Linked DNA regions of Zea mays: region 1 is linked to region 2. A link is a contact called in public Hi-C data. All regions are on one chromosome and are shown on one strand. The core of a region is the stretch at or near the end of the contact, and the rest is flanking DNA. Distances in the headings are between cores, read along the strand shown. Region 1 holds the start of LOC100303840. Region 2 holds the start of LOC100285661 (acyl-coenzyme A oxidase 2).

The links. A called contact is a pair of places that touch in the nucleus more often than the background predicts.
Region 1: a Hi-C map of bundle sheath shows a contact between it and region 2, with 2.2 times the contacts expected there. The contact joins the promoter of LOC100303840 here to the promoter of LOC100285661 in region 2. A contact is called at or near these places in 3 of 25 Hi-C or Micro-C datasets (bundle sheath, ear and tassel).

Annotation. Positions count from the first base shown.
Region 1 is chr3:185,584,731-185,592,035 of Zm-B73-REFERENCE-NAM-5.0, forward strand. LOC100303840 reads right to left here and starts at 3,710. Exons shown (of 1, transcript NM_001364561.1): 1 at 2,780-3,710. The coding sequence starts at 3,705. The coding sequence ends at 3,385. LOC100273154 (putative protein S-acyltransferase 16) reads left to right here. Exons shown (of 6, transcript NM_001147600.1): 6 at 1-127.
Region 2 is chr3:185,042,553-185,049,505 of Zm-B73-REFERENCE-NAM-5.0, forward strand. LOC100285661 (acyl-coenzyme A oxidase 2) reads right to left here and starts at 3,544. Exons shown (of 13, transcript NM_001158552.1): 1 at 2,931-3,544; 2 at 1,865-1,982; 3 at 1,663-1,770; 4 at 1,412-1,584; 5 at 1,148-1,247; 6 at 996-1,070; 7 at 289-419; 8 at 1-65. The coding sequence starts at 3,421. LOC100383526 (Protein HESO1) reads right to left here. Exons shown (of 9, transcript NM_001176174.1): 8 at 5,830-5,937; 9 at 4,773-5,732. The coding sequence ends at 4,911. It overlaps LOC103651016 (a long non-coding RNA gene), which reads left to right and starts at 3,710. Exons shown (of 2, transcript XR_564529.3): 1 at 3,710-3,808; 2 at 4,038-4,485.

The DNA of each region.
Region 1 (7,305 bases), core at 2,460-4,959, 540 kb after region 2:
GCTCGTCAGCTCGTGTATTGTTTTGTCAGATAGTACATAGGAGTAATGAGTGTTAAGGACCAATCAACCAAATACTATTTTATGTATACACTTGTTGAGAAATACACGTGGATATAGCTGTTTGCACATATGGGTGTATCCTATTTGTTTTGTGAGCTGTACCAGCACGCGTTACTCGTTATCTCTGCCGCCTCGCCTGGAATCTGGATTCCTGCATGTTCCTGATTACACAGCTGATCAAGAGGTCGTCTGGCTACGAACCTTGGGAATGACCCTGCAGAGTAGTAATCGTCTGGCACAGCATTATAGACAGTCAATGCAAGGCTGGGCTAGCGAATCACTTCCTGCATTGGCTGAAACCCTGAGCGAGAGGCAGAATAGTCTGCACGCATACTCGGAGGCCCGGCGCAGACCGTAAAGCAGTACCTCTGTTGACCAGCAGCGTATGCCTCTTTACTGTGAAGGCACGCATAGGCCGTTGAGAATTTCTAGCGGATAAAATGCTATTGAAAAACAGGTATAAGCAGAGCACTTTTGGAAGATTCATCCACTGCATGGTTTCGTTCTGCTCTTTGCGTTACGTTCGGAGACAGTAGTCCATACTCGTATTGGTCAGGAACAAAGAGCTAGGGGTGGTATCATCTAGATCACTGAACTTGTATGCTAACATTAGTCCGAACAAGTTCTCTTATCCTGTTACCCCGGCCGCATCTCTCCTGAGCTTCCTATCTCCCTTCTCGGTACCCGCCCTCTATCTCTCCTGAGCTTCCAGTCTCCTCCCTCCCAGCTTACAGGCGATGGCAGGCTGTGCTTGGACCAGTAGTAAGTAGCCTGGCATCAGGGAACAGCGCAACAGGTTACTGCTGGCTAAGCATTTCAGAGACCAACAGTCCTTTGGAACTGCATAAACCTATGATTGCGCGCTAAGCATTTCAGAGACTGGGAACAGCGCTTGGGCAGCACAGGTTACTGCTGGCTACAGCAAGAGGCAGCAGAGATACCCTTGACAAGGGGAAGGGATGGTCTGAAGGTGCAACAGCGCCCGCCTTTGCTTTCCTGGTCACCGTACGTCTTAAGAGCACTGTACCACCATCCACGGTTAAATCCCTACTAGTGTCAGCAACGGCTAGCAACCATTTTTTGTTGTCGGTCAGGAGTGAAACACTGACGTGTACTTCTTCAGTTTGCCTCAGCCTCAGTATGAAGCCACAAAAGATTCAAGTATATGCTCGAGGATTTCTATGCTGCACATAGACTGAAACAGACGATCAAAGCCAGAATATTTATTTGTTCACGTACACGAATGGTGTGGTCAGGTCAGGAAATGATGTCCGTCCTCCTCGAAACTCTTCGTTTAAAAAAAATAGTACCATATCTATATATATATTTGGCGCCCAGACAGCCGTCCATGTCGGATATGGATGAACTCTCCGGAAGGGGCGGCTTTGCGGTACAGGGCGCAGAGGGCAGGGCATCCATCCAGAAGCCGTATGTATGTATACATGCAGGCGGCGGCCGTGCCGGGCTCTGCTGCGGGCTTTTGCATTGCATCGATACAGTGCGCGAAGAGAGGAGAGGAGGACTCGCTGCCTCGCTCCACCTCCATAGGCGGCGGATCGCAGCAGGACCACACTGCGGCGCGCCGGTGCAGCCGACGATCCTGCTGCATATGCAGCGCAAGCGTTAGTAGCGTAGCGTGGCAGCGGGGGCGAGAGCATGCATGGGTCCCTGGCATCTTCAGCGCCGATGGACGACCGCTGAAGCAAAAGCCCCGCCTCCGGCTCCGGCGTGAGAGCAGCAGCGTGTTATGTTTGGCATGGATCTGCTCCACCCCAGAGCAGCTCTACTCTAAAACTCTGGGTGGAGCAGCTCTGCTCCAGAGTTTAGATTGTTTCTCATAACCAGTGGCAATGGCGGGTAAATAACTCAAAACTCCATGACTAGGTTGCTTTTTTGGAGTTTTCAGAGCAGCAAAAGAGGTACTCCAAAAAATTGTACTGCAGCTCCAAAAACTCCATAGAGTTTACAACTCTGGAGTTAGGGTGTTTGGCATGCTCTGGCCAGCTCCTCCTTGGAGTTTTGCTCTGGAGCCATGCCAAACAGGTTAAAGGGGGCGAGAGGAAGCATGGGCAGGCGAATATGCGTGGCAGGGCGTGTGATCTACTTACTATAAGGCATGCTAGGTCAGAGCAGAGCTAGGCCCTCCCTCTCCTGTCATTCCAGATACAAGGATGACGCTTATTACGTACTACTCCGGTTAATGCTAACAGTTCGTTGGGACGATGCTTGTAGTCGGTAGAGTAGCGGTCGGCCTGTCGTCGTAGCTAGCCTTCCAGTGTACTCCTACATGTATCGTAACTAGACGTGGCAGATGAATGGGGGGCCTTGTACCAATTGGAGCAGCAAGTGGGAGGAGGCGGTGGCGTGCAGGGCACAGCCTACAGCCGGCCGGCACAGGTGCGCTCAGATACGGAGGCGTCGTTTTGGGAGTAAATTATGCAGCGCGTCAGCACCCCGGCCGGCCTCGGGAGTCCGCCACGCCAGCAGCAACGTCTTTCCCGGTCCCGGCCGGCGCGGAATGGTCGTGCTGCAGCCTGCCAGGCAGACTCTTGCCTCCCGGCCTCTTTTGGCTCCTCCTATACAACTTCCATCCTTAATTACTGTTATAATACATTACATTATGCCATTACGTATGGTAACTATTTGCCGTAGAACCCTGTCAGCTAGTCGTATGCTACGGTCAGTGACGAACGCTGATCCGGGTCGTCCGGCACATGCATTTGGCAGCGAGAACTAGCGGTGTTTTTTTTCTTTCTGGCCGCCTTTTCAGGATTACGGATTACACAGTGGAGGGGAGGAAAATGTAAACAAATAGTAGCAAGAGGAGCAGCAGTCGAATCGCACTCCGATGCGCGATGAGGACGGCTCTCACGCACCGCGCCAAGGCAAGGGGGCGCAGACGCCACAGCACCGCCAAGCAAAGCAACTAGCTAAACTACAGCTACAGCTCCAGTTCCTGTATACTAGAGATGCTCACGTTACATTGGAACAGCAGAAGCGCCGTGAGACTGCAAATCTCCGCCCCGCACCGAACGGAAGGAAGAACGTAAGGCTCGATCGAGGTGCTAAAGGAACAAGACTACGAGAGCATTAAAGCAGGAGAGAAAATAATAAAAAAAATAATAATCTTCTCTTTACACAAGGTTCGTTCGTGGTTCCCTAATTAAGACCGCGGAGGCGGATCGAGCGTCTCTTGACCTGCTCGGCGGCGGCGGCGGCTTCCCCTCCTCCTCCTCCTCTCCCCTCGGCTTGCTGCTCGCGTCCTGCATGCGGCTCCGCATCATGTCCGGCGCCATTGCATCAGGGACACCGAGGGCTCAGGCGTCAGGCGTACTCGCGCCAGCACACCAGCATCGTGACGCAGCGGCGCATGATGTAGAACCGCGCGCGCTGCTCCTTGACGAGCCGCGCGCACCGCCCGGAGAAGGACGACCGGCCCTTGTCGGCGCCGCGCACGCCCATGCCCGCCTTGCCGCCGCTCCTCTTCCTGCTGAACAGCCTGCTGCTGCACGGCTTCTGATCCTCGGCTGATGCTGCTGCTGCGAAGAGCTCCATGGATGGATGTCCAGTGGAGTGAGGCGAGTGAGTGAGTGAGAGAGATGTGTGTTTTGATCTGCGGTGGTCTTGTATGTGGAGGAAGCGCATAGCATAGCCCGCCGGCCGGCCGGTTGGTTATATATACTGGAGTGGGGAGGCCTGGCCACCTCGGTGCGTGGTCGTAGGCAGCCGCCCGCCCCCAAGCAAAAGGACCCACTTGATGTTTTTTCTATGCGTGTATGCAGGGTTTTTGCTGTTCGGAGTTCACGCCTCGTTTTTTTTCATCCATTTTTTCTACACCTGCAGCCTCTGAGTCTGCTCGGCGGTGCGCTGCGCTGCTGCTGCTGCGTCTTTTGCTCTCCGTCCTCCTCCTCGTCCACACGGGGACAGTTTTTCTCGCCTTGCTTGTCTTTCTCTTTTATGTTTTTTCGGCGGATACGTGGACATCGGGGGAAATGACAAGCTAGCCTGCAGGTTTTAGGCCACAGTCACTTCCCAATTTTTTTATTTTTACTTTTAAGAAAATCAGCTGCAGGGAACGAACAGTGAACTTGACTAGCGAAGCCGCATGGCGACCTCATGTCATGCATGCGTGGCGGCACGCAGATATTCAAAGGCTTCAGACACCGCAAGAAGCAGGCGGACACGACACCCCCTTCCCTCCCAGGCGGCCAGGCCAGGCCCCCCACAGGCCACACGCACACGCACACGGAGGGAGACGCACGGGCGGTGCAGTGCAGAACCGCAGAGCAGCTGGTGTCTCTGTGTGCGGGAGGTCAAAAAGCTCGCGGAACCCCCAGCCAGACCTTTGGCTCGAAATGGGCAACAAAGGTAAAGCGGCAGGTTGGTCAGGTCGCCCGCACGGACGGACGGACGCGCCGGCGGCACCCTTGCGCATCCAAAGGCCCGCCCGCCCCGTCCGTCGCGTCGGGTCGATATCCTCGCGTGGCGAGTCGCAAAGCCTGCGACACGATCACGAGCGCCGCGGGCGGCCCGTGCGTCGCGACGGGGCTCGCGGCCGGCCGTACGTGGGGGAGTGGGGTTCGCGGGTGGGCAGCGCAGTGCGTGGGCCGTGTGAGGCGGGTCAGCAGCAGAGCGGGGTGGCGTCAGCTTTACACTGTAGCGCGCGAACCGAGCTGGCACGGCAGCGAGGCGGCAGTCTGGCGCGGTGGTGGACCGGGCGGGCGGGCGGGCGGTTGGGGTCCCGTCCCAGCGGCATCAGCTCCCGCGCTCGCTCCGCGGCTACAGAGGCGCGGCGCAGTGCTCTTCGTCCTCCGCCTCGGGAAGGCGGCGACGGACGGGCGGGCGGTCGGCCACCCTGGCCACAGCGCAGCCCGAGCGCGGCCGGGCCCTGACGCCGTCGTCGCCCGAGTCAAAAACAACAGCGGCGTATACCCACCCCACCGTGCCCTATGCCCCCTATCGAGTTCGAGTGTCGACGCCCGTGCGCAATGAGTTCTTTCGCACGGAACGGCAGCTAGCTACCCTACCAGCCGTTGTTCTCTCCGGTCCAAGAAGAAGAAAGAGAGCTGCATCTGCATGGGGGGCGGGCACAGCTTCTGTCTGCCATGTGATGCTGCTACTGCTGCTAGCCATGAGATCCAAAGGCGCTTGCTGCCGTGCCCGAGAGAGAGAGAGGGGTCGGTCGGGCCAAACGGGCATGATGCTTTGCTGAGTGGACCGGTCAACATGCATGGCCCCGGGACGCCGGATTTTTCCCGTCCTTTTCCTTTCTTTTTCTTTTTTCTTTTTTCAATGGAACCAAGGACAAATTAAATACTGTCTCATATATACATACATTTGATTTGCCAACAAAAAGAAAAGGGAAATTTAGATCCATATCATTAAAAGATCACCACTTTGGATCTATACCATTACTATCTCACTTACATGTGGGTCCACATGAGTCAATGACATGTGGGGTCTATGGTATATATCTAAAGTTTGGATCTTTTAATGGTATAGATCCAATTGTTCCAAAAGAAAAAGGATCGTCAGGTGCTCCCGATCGTGCAGCAGCGATGGAGACCACGCTTTCGAGTTTCTCTCGCACTCGAGTGAGAGATACAGAGATGGTTGGCTTCCTTTCCTGACGTGCCTGTCTCCATCCCTGGCGTGCTTGTCTTCGTCCTTGCCGATCAGCCATTTGTGGAGGACGTGCCTTCCGTAGCCCGTACGGGGCACACACACTGTGGACGCATCACTCACTCACTCACACTCCTCTCCATCTACATCTACTACTCTACTACACACCGTCTTTTCGCGCCTCACGTCATCATACACACCGGGAACTCATGTCTCCGACTCTCCGATATGGGAAAAAAAATACCAGGAAGATACGCGCGCGTACGTCGTACGTGCACGCACGCGGGGAAAAAAAGACCGGGGCATGGGCCCGCCGCGCATGGCGGTGCCAGCCACAGTGCTTTTGTACTGTGCGAGCGGGGCGCCCTGACAAACAGGTCTACACCTGCTACACGTTTCTGGGTCAGAATCTACAGTGCGCTAGTGTGAGAGGCGACCAGGCGAAGGAAGAACGATACCATACTACTACTACCACGCGCGTATTAGTACACTGACTCATCATCGGTCTTCAAACAGTGTCGTTCCGGTATGTATACGCATGGTCATCTCTTCCTCTCTCTAAATTTAATAACATTTATATTTAAATAAGTTCATCGTAGAAATAGATTCGATGGTCTATATCCAATTATATCGATTATTGATTATAAATATTGGTGTTTTATATATATTATTTGGTTAAAGTTTAAAGTATTTAATTTCTACAAAATACCAGAACGACACTTTGTTTTGTCTTGAGAGCTACGTATGTATTATGTATCTGCTGGAGGCATGCACCAGTGGCGCCTGGCGCGCCCTGTACTGTACATACGGCAACCACCGTGCACCGGCACAGCAGAATTGCTAGCGCTCCACCAGCTGCGATCGACGACGACGACGACGACAGGGCCTGGTGACCTGCCGGTGTTTCCGGGCTAGCTAGCGTACTGCGCCTCCTCTTTTTTTTGACTCTTTCCGCAGGCGAGGCGAGAGGCGGCAACGCGCGCACGACCAACATCTACACGTGTGCGAAGACGCGACGTACGCCGGCGGTGCGCCTTAATTTAGAAATTAGAATACTGGACAAAAGGGACGTGCAACAAAAACCTGTCTGCCACGTCATATGTTGCTTCCAACTCCATGCGTAGGAGAGTAGTCTGCTGGAAGACACAAGGCCACACACAGTGTCATCATACGCACACCACCAGCATGTGATGGAGGATCATCTCGCCCGTAAAATACAATGCATCCTGCTTAGAATCTCGGAAGAGAAGAGCCCTTATTGGTTTTATGCAGGGAAACTCATTGGCTATGGTGCTTGTTGCAATTGTAATGGTGTGAAATAATGCATCACGAGTTATGTTGAGACATGCTACAAGCTGGAGAATATATATGACACTGTATTTACACATCGTTTTTATTTTTCACAATTGAGTTGCCAGTTAATTAGTTCTGTGTAAGCTGCTCGGTTGGATTGTCGCAGTGTGATGGACTCTAATAAATTGTCAGATACCTCTCCAGGTCAGATGTTACTATTATATATATATATATATATATATATATATATATATATATATATATATATATATATATATATATATATATATATATATATATATATATATATATATATATATATATATGTAT
Region 2 (6,953 bases), core at 2,294-4,793:
TCATTTCAGGAGTTCTCTTTACATACATATTTTTCATAAAATTGCCAGCACTGCTCATCAGACATCTGCACAAGTACAGTGAAATGATAACTGTTACATAAGTGGAAACATTGGTGAAAAGGTGCTATGAATTAGTTTGAACTACAGAGTATGAGAGCTTTGCACCACAAGGAGGTAATATAATGCACAGCCTAGCAACTACATTAGAACAAAAATAGCCGAGAGTAAGAAATTGTATTAGGACTACCATTAAATATTAACTATAGGTACAGCAAGCTAGTAGCATACACTTTTGCTAGAAGTGGTAGAAGGCGTCGCTGGTGACTGGGATAGTCAAGCAACAACATTTCAGGGGCATCTGGTGCAATTGAAAAGGCTCTCCTTGACAAACTGTATCTCACAGCAATTGCTAGGCTGACCTGTATCCATGGAAAGTAAAGAACATGTCATTATTTCCAATACATTTATATCCATACTTCAACAATGAACACAAGGCACATTCCTCAGTAAAGGGTCAAACTTGCCCAAGTTATTTCTTTAACAAATCAACCTATCTTTGCTGACAGGAAGTTGAATCAGTTCCTTCAAATAAACAATCAAGTCGCCCATTGGTTCTTCAAATGTGCTAGTGTTAGAGATAGAGCTGTATATATCTTGTATTGTACTCTTCTTGTAACAGAAGGCAACTCCACTATCCTCATCAACAACAATAAGGGTGTGTGGTGTTTTTCCTGTTCTCTACAGCTAGGTTTTTTTTTGGGGGGGGGGGGGGGGGGGGGGGGCAATTCAACTTGTTATCTATCCTTTTTCCAAAATGAGTGATGTTCCACTTCGGTCAAGCTGGTCGGTTACCTTTTATTGGGACAAATTTGATTAACTGCCTCGTTAAATTGGATAAGTAACTTACTGCAAGATTGGGGGACTATATTTGTTAAATTCATCAGCAAAACATTTTTTCCTGTGTTTACAAGAGAAGAAAATGCCTTGCAACACACCTTTGAAATGTAGACTGAGTTAACTGCAATGTTTACTCGACCAAGTGTAAGCGGAGATAGGAAAGCTGCAAACCTCTGCAAATCAAGATTGCATTTCTTAAGAAAAAGAAGAATAAGAAATCCTGGTAACATATTCAGAGAGATAGAGGGACCTGATCTGGATTATCTATCATGCTAACATATCGCCCATCTGGCAAAACATCAGCAACCAAATTAAGCAAGTTCTCACGAGGAACACGTATATTCTGAAACCTGGTATAGAAGTAAAAAGTAAGATATGATATACATTAAATGATGTATATAACACTGTTTTTAAGGCGTCGCCTAGGCATCCAGGCGGTGGTCCAACGCCTTGTCTCGCCTTACCGCTTTAAAAACCATGGTATATAATAATACAAAAAAATACAAGTACTCACCAAATCCGCCCATTATCAACGCCATTCAGTCCAATCTTATGGCCACAGTCAGCTATATGGATATTAGGCAACACAGTTCCATCTTCATCCCTAATTTGAGCTACAAAAGCATGAACTCCTTCATTTCTCCCATTTATATGAAGTTGACAAAAGACTATTGTATGTGTTGCATGCTGCAAAAGGGCATGGAAATCTTTAGCAAGTTGTGACTGAATGCAGAGTGCAGATGCACACATTTTCTTAATTCTTACATTGGCAGCTCCACCAATCCAGTACTTCTGAGCTGATTCACATGGAGTATTTATGATGAACTCTCTTGTTTCTGAATCATAAGTTGCTATTGTTTCTATTCCTCGCACCTTTTGTAACAAAGAAACAGCAACAGAACTTAATCAGCACAGTTAGTGAGATTATACCGTAAAAAGTATGCTTAGCCCAAATCTATGCACGTACATTGCTTCCATGGCCTAGTTCTGTCATTGCAAAACAACCCTTGATATCATAATTTTCCGTGGCAACCAACCACTTGTCATGGTGGCGCTTTGTTCCAAGAAACTTGATGGCACTGCCCCTGGAACACATAGAGAAATTTAATAAACTAAACATGAGAAGATTGCAAACAAAAGAACTCCATACAACACTGGTAAACTCTACACAACAAGTGGCTTACTGCTGTACTACAAGAACATTCTCACCAAAGGAAATAAACCTAACAAAAACATGCTGGCTTCTTTAAGAGTCAAGACCATTCCTGTAGTATCATTGCTAAGCATTCACTTTAAACAAAGTTAATATAAAGACCCAAATGATCATCTGGTCTTGAAAATCTCTGTAAAACTGTTATAACCTCAGACACAGACCTGTTTGTTTTGGACCCTAGAAAAGCTACCTGGCCCAGGCAACAATTCCATGCACCCAAAATTTACTTGTGTGCGGCTAGATGATAAATTCTAGTAGCAGAATGATACAGAAAGGCATCCTGGTGCTGACATAAACCGTGGCTTCCAGCTGGTCAACGCCAGCACCATCACTATTAATTATTCCCTCCATCCTAAAATACAAGGTACCGTAGAAATTTTAGGACAGATTATGCAGTAAAACAAATGACCAATAACCCTCCCTTAACTATAGAGAGATCTTGTGCTTACTATATTTTGAACCTAGTGGTACACACTAATGGCAGGTCCGCATGTGGTTGGTGCTTTGGGAGAGTTAATTCACCTAGAATACCTTATAACTTGAGACAAATTTTAAATGCTTCGGTATAGGGAGTACAAAGCAATAGGCTTCGTGTGCATTTTGTTTCTGTTTCATTGCGGTTTGTCTATCTCAAGGACCTGAAGATTTCCTGTAGCCCGTTGGGGGCGTGTCTACCGTTTAGGGAAAACACAAACCACCCAAAAGAATTAGCGCATCGAAAACACCGGATGGAACTTTTAAACCGCAGGCAGAAAGCATAAGCAATCAGTTATACGAAGGACCCAGAATAACGCTGGAAATAGCTAGCAGCAAAAATTACCAGAGGAAGAAGTGGACGCCAATCTTGATGGCGAGAGAGTGGTCATAGATGGCGATGCAGTCGAGGAGCGCTAGTTTGCGGAGCTCGGCGGCAGCGCCGTCCTCGGTGAGCCACCCGCGGAACACGCCGCGCCGATTCAGGTACGCGATCCGCCGCATGGTGGCCTCCCGCTGCCCTTCCTTGCCGTCGTTGAAGTCCGGCGCCACGAACACCCTGGATCCCGTCCGCGAACTCCGGCTGCGGAAAAGGGGGCTCTCCTCCATGGCGCGGAAGAGCCAGTCCCGCGTGGGCAGGTCGTGCCCGTCCAGCAGAAGCCTGAGGTCGGCCGGCGCAAACGCCGCCGGCCGCTCCGTGGACTCCGGCGGGACGTAGCTGAGGCAGCAGGAAGGTTCCAGGGGGCTGCTCGCCGGGATGGGGGCGGCGGCCGCGGCGAGGTGGCGCGCGATGGCGGCGGCGCGGCGCGCCGCGGGCGACGGCGAGGTGAGGTCCATCGCGGAAGGGTTGGGAGCTTGCGGTTCGGAACGGAACGGAGGAGACGGAGCAGTGCCGTGGAGGTCTGGGTGATCGACGGGATTGCTGGTGAGAGCGGGACAAGGAAGCAACAAAACAACCTTGAGGTAAACGATGCGGCGCGATGAGACGAGTTGTTGAGTGACGATGACGAAGACGAACGAGACAATCCAAGTCGGGTGTCAGAAGAAACCGAGAAATCGCGCCAATGATACAGAGTATATGCGCCGAGTCAGCGTGAGGTTGCATCTCGGCACACGTTTCTTTGAGGATAGGGGAGAACAGTTTTTTTTTATGGAAGAACGGTTTGACAAAGCTTGTCAGTTGAAGCCTTTGGTCGTTCATGGGTTTTCTCCACTCCTCTTGAGGTGATCACATGCTGGCCCTCTTTTTTTTTCCTTGACAAGTCAAGAAGCAACAAAAATTACAGCATATACCAAGATGCAAATCTTTTTTTAGAAGTTTAAAACATTTTTTTAGAACAAAACTGTCGGTTGCTAGCTTCATTCATATATAGTTCGATTTTCTAGTCTAAGAGCATCTTTAAGAGACTCTTTATTTTTTACTCTCTATTTGACTCTTTATTTGTCTCTCCAGTTACAATCGAAGTTCAACCGAAAGGGAAGTGCAATCCTAAGAACACAAGAATTTCACAGGAGTAGGATAGGAATTTTACAAGTTTTCGTTTAAAAACGCAGGAAAGACACAGGATTCAGGAAATAATCGTTCAATCCAAAGAAGCCCTAAGTTTGAAGAGAAAGCTCTCAAGTTCAGTGTGTTCAGATGCCGCCGTCATGTTTCCTGCGAGTATCCTGGTCCTCCTTCCATAACTAAAAGATATTCCTGCTGGAAACAGAGTAAACTTGAGTAGTTTTGTTTGCAGTTGCGCTACTTGTTCAGTTAGTTGAGAGTTGTTGGTGGGTCATGACCGATCATTTTCGTGGACGATTTTTATCCTTACAGCCAGGATCAATCATGGTGCTATTGTGCTACTAGATTCTCCGTATGGCAGAATGAAAGTAGGGTTGTAATTGAGATTTCAAGATATGTTGTTTACTTCCGCGTGAAAAAAAAAAACAGTTGGACTGTTGGATTTTGTGGACCTAAGCCAATAGAGAAAAAACAATTGATTCCTAAAAAATCTTAAAAGCTCATATATGGCGTGAGGCAGCTTTTTACATGATGAATATTTCTGCGTGTCATGGACCAGCTATTGTACTTTATTTACATGATACGTGAGCATACGGAGAAGGGCGATGAATTTCTGAGACACGATAAATAAACCCAATCACACCTTAAAAAAAATTAATTGACACATACTACGAACCGACTGCTAACAGCAATTTTTACATAAGGAAGAGTTGTCCACCAGTAAAGAAGTGCTAGAATTTTTTACACAAGGAAGAGCTGCCCAGCAGTCAAAATCCAGCCGATTTGCCTGTTACTACTATCCTCCTGAGATGCTGACGGCTACCTTCGCAGAGCTGCACTGCCCGGTGCTTGGGACCTTGAGTCCCATGTCGATCCGTTGTTAAACTGTCCACGAACGGGCTCGTACCTCGCTGCCGTCGCAGAAAGCCTGTTATTCTGATGGTTTGATGGGTATCCCTTTCGCCGCTGCTGATTCTGGTGCGGACCGTCGGTTTGGAACCCTGCATTATACACCTGTTGATTGTGGATCTCATATATTCCTCCAGGTGGCAACCCTGCTCTATAAGCATGGACTTGATTATGGCTTTGGTATGGCCCTGTTTGAAACCCAGTAGCGTATACCTGCTGATTATGATTCTGGTAGGGTTCAGCTGTCTGGGACCAAGTAGGATACACCTGTCGAGCAGTATGGTTCTGGTAAGGCGCGGTCTGATGCACTGCAGTATTTGTTACTTGATTGCGGATGGCTGTTTGCCGAACTGTTGTCGGCTGCACATGGTTGTGGTATTGCACTGCTGTTTCATGTGCTGTAGTGTTCGCTAGTGGATTTTCATGGACTGATCTGGTTCCAGTAAACCCTCTCGCGCTGGGTGCTTGGCCTCGATCACGCCACATCTGTCCTCTAATCCTGCTATGCACATTATTCCTTGGAGATTTTGGGTAAGAGTTCTCTCTGACTCTCACACCAAGTTTCAAGCGAACAACAGGGGTACACAACAGTGCCAATAATTCATTCCGATCGATATGTTCCAGAGACTTAAACTTGTGACAAGCATCATTGAATGCAATAGCAATGAGGTCAAGGCCTTTCATACTAACTGCTCTAGCGGCATTATCAGGTCTCTCTACAGGATCTTCAACCTGAACAAAAGATGGCAAAGAGATGGGATGTAAGTTGTAAAATACATAGGCTAAAATTAAGATAAGCAACAACTACCAAATGCATAGGCATTCCTACAAATAAATGGTAAGATTTCCTCATCCAACTTGGGTTGTTCTGGATTCGCTCAATCTGGCCCGAGTAAGTAGATATGACATTATCTGTTAAGGCATTGATATGAGCAAACTGCAAGTAATGAAAGCAGTGGTCAGAACATGATATAACCATCTAAATTTCTTTCTCTTAGGTTAATAAATAAATTAATGCTGCAATACATTTTGGCATTTGAATAGGTAACACTTTTGATAGCCAGATAAACAATATAATACCCCCAACTATGTCAGAAAAAAGATGTCATAAATCCCAAGCATATTTTGTTCCATCAAATCTTTAACCTATCAAAATAAAATAATCTCATGATATGTGAATAGCTCATTTGGCAAAAAGTGTTATTCCCTAAAAAGATTAGTGGAATTCATGGGTTAGTACAGACTTAAAAGTTAGCTTAGTGGACCCAAAATTTTAAACCAACAACCTTTATAGGGCAGCTAGCTTTCAATGGGCTGTTGCGATATGCTATGTTAAAGAATCTAGCTGGCATAGGGAAATTGAACCCATTATAATGGAAAATTTTGGGCTATACTTATAAATATAAAAGATATTTGATGAAATAATGAGTTACTTAAATTTTATTCAGAGACAGGGTGTTGCAATAATCCAGGACTTCAAATGTATCAGGTCTAAGAGCGTACACAAGTCAACAAGGATTGAAGAACATAATGTAAAGCGGCATGGATAACCACTACAGTACCAAATTAGACCCAGGCTGAATAAAAAAAATTTCAACAGTAACAAACCAAACTATAAGGCTGTTTCCAGCAGCTAGCCAGCTACCCTATCACATCCCCTATTTCATCCTCTATTTCAAACTTCACTCTGCAAACAGCGTAAACTATAGTGCAAATCCCTTATTTTTACATGACCAGCTGCGGACAGCCTAAACTTTTTTAGCCTCCCAAGCTCACTCCAAAGATAAGACTCTTATTCAACCCTTCATAAAGGTAATAAGGGTCTGTTTGGGGGAGCTCCAGTTTCAACTTATCCAAAGAGAATCACGCCCAACCAGCCAAACGCTCAAAATGCTAATTGATTCAAGTGGGGAGCAGGAGAGAATCACTTCTCCATTTACACTAGAAGTTGGG